Regions from separate parts of the Zea mays genome. Here region 1 is linked to region 2. Evidence: chromatin contacts called from public Hi-C data. All regions are on one chromosome and are shown on one strand. Each heading gives the region's core, a stretch centred on a gene start, on an enhancer-like site or on the middle of the called end of the contact. The rest is flanking DNA. Distances are from core to core; before and after follow the strand shown. Region 1 has its middle 15 kb from the start of LOC103641852. Region 2 holds the start of LOC100278127.

Region 1 (3,009 bases), core at 318-2,817, 42 kb before region 2:
ATTCGAGTAGTTGCAGCTGTTACAGTTCTAGAATGTTTGTTCTGATACAAGAGATTGTGTTTTCATATGTGGCGTTTTGCGGCATCTATTGTTACCTTATACGGAGTACTCCCTCCGTCCGTTCTCTTTTATTTATCGCGTTTTAATTTAAAAATAAACTGATATATAATAAATATTCGAGAATAGATGTAGTATATAACACTCTTATCCACTGGTTGAATATTTGACGACTCTAGGGTGTTAGTTTGCTATTGTGTTTGCTTGGCAGCTTTTGCATGATTGATGACATTTGGCTGATGGCTGGTGTAATAAATGGAGCATACTAAAAGGAGAGTAGCACAGGACACAATCAAGATGAGGATGGGCGCGGTAGTAAGCAAGATCATGAGGTGATTCTATTCTGATATATCTCAAGCGGAAATATGAAATTACTAGTTATGAATTTATACAGCAGCTCGTTTGTTTGCCTTATGTTCACGATGTTCTATTTATCCTAAAAACTTGATTGTCTGCAGCAGGCTCTTGTTGAAGAGTACAAAATGCTTATTGATCTTGCCAAGAGCAGCAGGCTCATTTTGAATAGGAGGGGGTTTAATCCCCTCTAATCCCACTCAATCCACCTCTAAGGGCTGATTTGGTGATCAATGAAATAAAAGAGACCTATGGGGAAGAATTCCTTTGGTATTCAATTTTAGAATAGAGATATTTCTCTCTTTATTTTCCTGGTCACCAAATGTGCTCTAACCGAACAAGCATTAGGGTCAGTTCGGATGCATCGGATCGAAGGGGATTGGAGGAGATAAAATCCCTCCATAGTCAAAATTAAATATAAGAAGATTTAATCCTCTTCAATCCCTCTCGTTAAATTTCGATCCAGACGAACAAGTCCTTAGGGCATGTTCGATTTCATCCAAAGCGGAGGAGATTGAGGGGGATTAAATCCCTTTCTATTCAATTTTGACTAGGAAGAGATTTAACTCCCTCCAATCCTCCTCAATCTACTCCTAACCGAACAAGCCTTTAGGGCATGTTCGGTTACACTAATCCAGAGGGGATTAAATCCTCTCCTAGTCAAAAATGACTAGGCGGGGATTTAAACCTCTCCAATCCCTCTCTAGATTGGTGTAGCCGAACAAGCCCTTAGACGGTCAGATTACTCTTGTCAAGAGTAGCCTTTAGATCAATAAGCATTTTGTACTCTTCAACATGAGCCTACTGCAGACAATCGGGTATAATCCCCTCCTCCAATCCACCTCTACCGTAGACCGCAGCTATGGAAGAAGGTGAGCTGATGCCACTGCGACTGCGCTCATGGTTTTTTTTTTTTTTTTGTTGTTGTCCCAGGAAACAGGCAAACAGCCATCTCAGAATGGTTCCAAGAATGTATTTAGGTCATCTCCAGCGGCGGAGCGGAGCATGCATGTGGTGGTGCATATGCGCAAAACACTGGTGCCCTGGCTACGCTTTCAACCCTCCATGATTATTCTTTTCCCTGTATACCGCAATCCGTGTGTGTCTGCCATGAGGTGGATGGAGCCATGGATGTCCTTTGCACCTGCAGACGTACAGGGAAGGGATCTCGACGCGCGTCCATGATTGCGGCGGCTCGGAATCCACCGCGCTCAGTGGCCAGCTCTGTTGCGGACGAAAGCCGGCCGCCCATGGTTGCGGGAGCACCAGCGCACGAATAATAGGCCTCTGGAATCTGTATGCCCGAAGTGGATTCTGTCAGGGTGGCATGTTGGAACCGGACCGCCGACACATGGCGTGTCCGTCGGGGCCGCCCGCACACACGGCGCGCCTACCCAGGCTGTCGGGCCGCGACACACGCGCCCGCACGTATAGCAGCGGGCTTTAGGTCTCTTGGGCCAACACTCCCCCCAAAAAGCTAGCCTTATAGGGGTTGCACCCTCAACCATATAAACCATGCTTTTCCATTCTCACCAGACAATGTGGGACTATTCCCAACAATCTCCCCCTCACACATTGTGAGCCAAGATTTGTCTGAGAATCCACTGGGCCAACCTGGCTCCGATACCAATTGTTGGAACCGGACCGCCGACACACGGCGTGTCCGTCGGGGCCGCCCGCACACACGGCGCGCCTACCCAGGCTGTCGGGCCGCGACACACGCGCCCGCACGTATAGCAGCGGGCTTTAGGTCTCTTGGGCCAACACTCCCCCCAAAAAGCTAGCCTTATAGGGGTTGCACCCTCAACCATATAAACCATGCTTTTCCATTCTCACCAGACAATGTGGGACTATTCCCAACATGGCACGCTCCCGCGGAGGCCCCTGGCTTTTGGGTGGTTTTGAACCTTTTGATGGACTTCCGGAGGATCCGAAAGAAAAAGGATGAAGGAACGACAGGCGTTACTAGCTCCGACAAGGAGCTCTAAAGGATTCTGTACTCTAAATTTAGATGACGAGGACGTCCTCTACTCCCTCCCGCAACATCTTCTAAACGGTTCTCTAAATTTAGAGGACGCTGCTGGATCCTCTATATATAGAGTTTCTCTAAATAGTTCTCTATCTATTTGAATACTTTAAACAACCGATTTAGTAAAACTAAATACGTACAATACATTTGAGAGTATGACAAATATGTATGTACAAAAAATAAAAAATAAAAAAATGTCTTTAATATAGGTATTTACATATAGAGGACGTGATTTAGAGTACGTTATTGGAGAGAAAGTAGATATAGGAGATAAAATATTTTAGAGAAGACTGTAAAGAACGGATACAGAAGATTTATATAGAGGACGTTGTTATAGACAGTCTTAACTTCTGCGCCAAGTTGGTTGCTCTGCATCTTTTTGGCGGTGGGCCGCCGGACCGAATAAAGCGACCCCACCCGATTCTGGCCGGCTTTATTATTAGGCGTCGGATCGTGGTTCCTGCTCCCTCTTTTTCCGGTCCTTCTTCCTCATCCTAGTTGGATAAAGCCAGCGCGGGTCCAAGTAAGGGGGTGTTTGGTTGCTCCTGCTAAAGTTTAGCCCGGGTCAC
Region 2 (3,371 bases), core at 36-2,535:
CACATGAGGAACCGGACCGGACAAGGGAAAGAGGGGAGGGACAGGTGTCTCTCCTCTCATCCATCAACTTGCAGAGGCAAAACGAAACCCGTTAGTTGATCCGAGGAGGAAACTAATAAGAGCAGGTGTACTTCTCTGTCCGGGATATATTTATTTATTTATTTCTAGAGCGAAGGCATCCGTCTGGGGCCCTCCGTTTCAACCCAAGAAGTGAAGGGAGCTTTGGGGTTTCTTCCGAACAGGAAAGCAAACCCGAAGAAGGTGCAGCATTCCGTCGCCTAGGGAATAAACCAACAGGCAACCGGAGCAGGACGAGAGGAACGGCGGAAGGCAAAATAAAGTTCTCAAAGGTCATGCCGATCAACACCAGAGGCGCATGCGATCCGAACGAACCGCTCCCAGCAGAAGACGGAGCGATACCAGATCCCCTGCATTACCAATCCCAATCCCAGTGAGCTCCGACTCAACTCAAATCCGACGATCCCTCGTCTCACCCCCCAGACAAGAAAACACTGTAGATGTGAAGGGAATTTAGCCAACGACGGCGATAAGATGAGATAACCACCCTTGTGTCTTCACAGCGGCGAGAAGCTCGAACCCCCAGACTGAAAGGGAGAAAAAAGTCGCTTCTTTCTCCAATTTACTCGAAACCCCGGCCGATGCATCCGAAGCAGCAGCTCGATAGTTTAACATCCCCTCCAGAAAACAAACAGTGCCTTGCTCTACTCCTCCTACCCTGCCTTTACTTTACTGTTACGGTTACGGGCGGTGGCCCTTATTATTACCCTAACGATTTCCCATCATGCGGGCTCCGCTCAAGTTTCAACCCTTTTAATCCATACAGCAGCAGTTCACCGACGAGTCCGCCGTTAGATTAGATGATGATTGTGTACAGACACATGGCATGAGTATATATATGGATACGTAATGGGTGCCCGCGTTTATCACCCAATTTTATTTTCCCCCGCAGCTGTGATTGCCGCCGCAATTTTATTACCGAAAGATCCAAACTGAAGCAAAGGCTAGTACTGCCGCGCTAAGCTAAGCCAGAGAGAGAGAGAGGGGGACAAGAAAATAAAGCAAGACTGCAAGAGGAACGGAACAGGGCAGGGCCCGGGTGTCTGTGTACCTCTCGCCTCGCCACCAGTTCACCGCCTCCTGCGATGCGCCGCTTGCGGGACAGCGCCTGTAGAAAGGGAAGGGGAGAGGGCAGATTCTTTTGCTCGCTCAATCGCCTACGGATTTTACAGACCCCCCGTGGCCGTGGGTTCGCTCTGCGTGCGTAGCCGTCCATGTCCGCTGGTGTCCCTTATATAGGCGTGGGCGGGCCAAGGATCGAGTTCGGACTCTATGCTGCTGCAGGTGGGCCCTGCCTATGTTCGACTTGTTAAAGCGGACTCGTCATAGCGAGATCTTCTTTGAGCCCCCTGGTTTAACGGTGCCTTCGGTTGACTCCTTGTTAAAGCGGACTCGTCATTATTAGACAAAAAAACATATATTGGCACCAAAAACTGTGCGTGTTCCTATTTGGATGAAAAGAATAAAATATACGGGTGAAGCCTATAACTGAGAGTGAGAGTGATATAAAAGTAGCGGACTAAAACTAAAGTGTCATTTGTTTCAGGAACTGTAACGTAAATGACAATGATAACGATTCGCACTCAAGTGACAGTGATAACAAGTTTGAATAGTCAAGTATCTATTTTTAGTGTAGTATCTAATTACGTTGGACTTAAACAAACATGTTTTAACGTTATCTATTATCCATCATGTTACAATTATGTGAATCAAACAGCTTCTAAGGTGTTGTTTGGTTCATATATCTGTAACGTGATGTTTAACTGATAATGTTAAATCATGTTTGTTTAAGTCTAACTGTAGTTATATACCACACTAGAAATTGATATCGGCTTATTCAAACTTATTACTGCTGGTACTAAAGTGTGAATCATTGTCGCTGCCATTTAGGTTAAATTTCGTGAACCAAACAACACCTAAGAGCATCACCAACACCTAATAATCTATACCCATTATCCAATGTCTAATGTCTATATATTGGGCTCATCCCAAAAGTCTAAATGCCCCCAAAAAACATATCCAACTCCAACAGCTCCTTAAAAATGTCCCAATACAAAATCAATCATAGGGTTGGCGCTGGCTCGACTCTAAATCTGTACCACGAGGCTCTGGTTTTGAGGCACCGAATAAATTTAGAGCACATATTAGGAGTTGTTGGACTGTGCTTTTTACCTTTGCCTCTAAATTATTGTTTTGAGAGTGTCCATTGAGAACCGTTGGAGATGCTCTAAGGTGTTGTTTCGATTCACGTGTTGTTACCGAAATGGTAACGGGATCCCTTGCCGGCGGTAATGGTTACTTGATGTAATTAGATTGCATAGTAGTACCTGGTACTACTGGAAAGAGGTCAACCAAACAATAGTATCGGTCTCATTACCCTTGTAATCCGTTTGTGTTACATTTCGGTGAACCAAACACCACCTAAGTGTAATGCATTGAACCAAACACCATCTAAGAGTAATGCATATGTTTCTTAATAAGGTATTTTGGTTTGTTAATAAACTAGTTAGTTATATGAGGAACTTCCTCCATTTCAATTCATAATTTGTTTGATTTTTAATCTAAAGTTTGTTTGAACATCTCAGTTTTTAAAAATAATAATTATTATTATTAACTTTTACTATAATATCGTTTATCATATAATATACTTTTAAATATGGCATTGATTTTTCTTCATTTTTCAAAAAAAATGAATAAGATAGGAGATTTGCACTTTAGGAGAGGACAAATATGTTTTTTTAGAAAATGCTCTTTGCATAACTACTCCTGACTTTCACGACGAGACATCTTCTATCAAAGGTGGACCGTGTAAAATAGAAGATGTGTATTATAGATGACACTGTTTACAGAGTGAAGTTTGAAATAGAGGATGTCATAGAGGAGTTGATGGGATAGCCTTACGTCTCAACATATTTATCGTTAGGTGCTCTGACCTAGGGATAGCGTTACGTCTCCACATATCTATCGTTAGCTGCTCTGACCTCTATTGCTCGTCCATGAGTTCGTGCCACTGCTAGCAATAACGTCTTCCTCTGCAAAACAAAGATACACACCATATGATCCAATCTAATAGTACATCCGTCATGTCATTGTTCATATCGTTTAATCTAAATAGTATGTGAGTCCTGCTCATACTAATATTTTTATTGTTATTTTTTCATCTAACTATTATATGAACATTGTTCATACTAGTATCTAAGATCGTCATCATCTTTGTTTTAGTTTAAATTTAAACATTGTTTATTTACTCAGCATAGACCAAGCGAACAAGCACATCGGGAATGCTAGCATGA

The links. Hi-C and Micro-C count contacts between places; a contact is called where the count stands out from the background.
Region 1: a contact with region 2 is called in a Hi-C map of ear, with 2.2 times the contacts expected there. The contact joins the enhancer-like site here to the promoter of LOC100278127 in region 2. A contact is called at or near these places in 5 of 25 Hi-C or Micro-C datasets (bundle sheath, ear and leaf).

What each region holds. Positions count from the first base shown.
Region 1 is chr10:133,651,604-133,654,612 of Zm-B73-REFERENCE-NAM-5.0, reverse strand. No RefSeq gene overlaps it. Among protein-coding and RNA genes, the nearest start is that of LOC103641852, 15 kb to the left of the region's middle. Within about 2 kb of position 1,567, at least 7 of the 20 cell types and tissues checked have an H3K27ac peak or open chromatin away from gene starts, as enhancers often do. A contact at or near this core is called in ear, where this site is marked.
Region 2 is chr10:133,609,412-133,612,782 of Zm-B73-REFERENCE-NAM-5.0, reverse strand. It overlaps LOC100278127, which reads right to left and starts at 1,285. Exons shown (of 3, transcript NM_001151505.2): 1 at 1,130-1,285.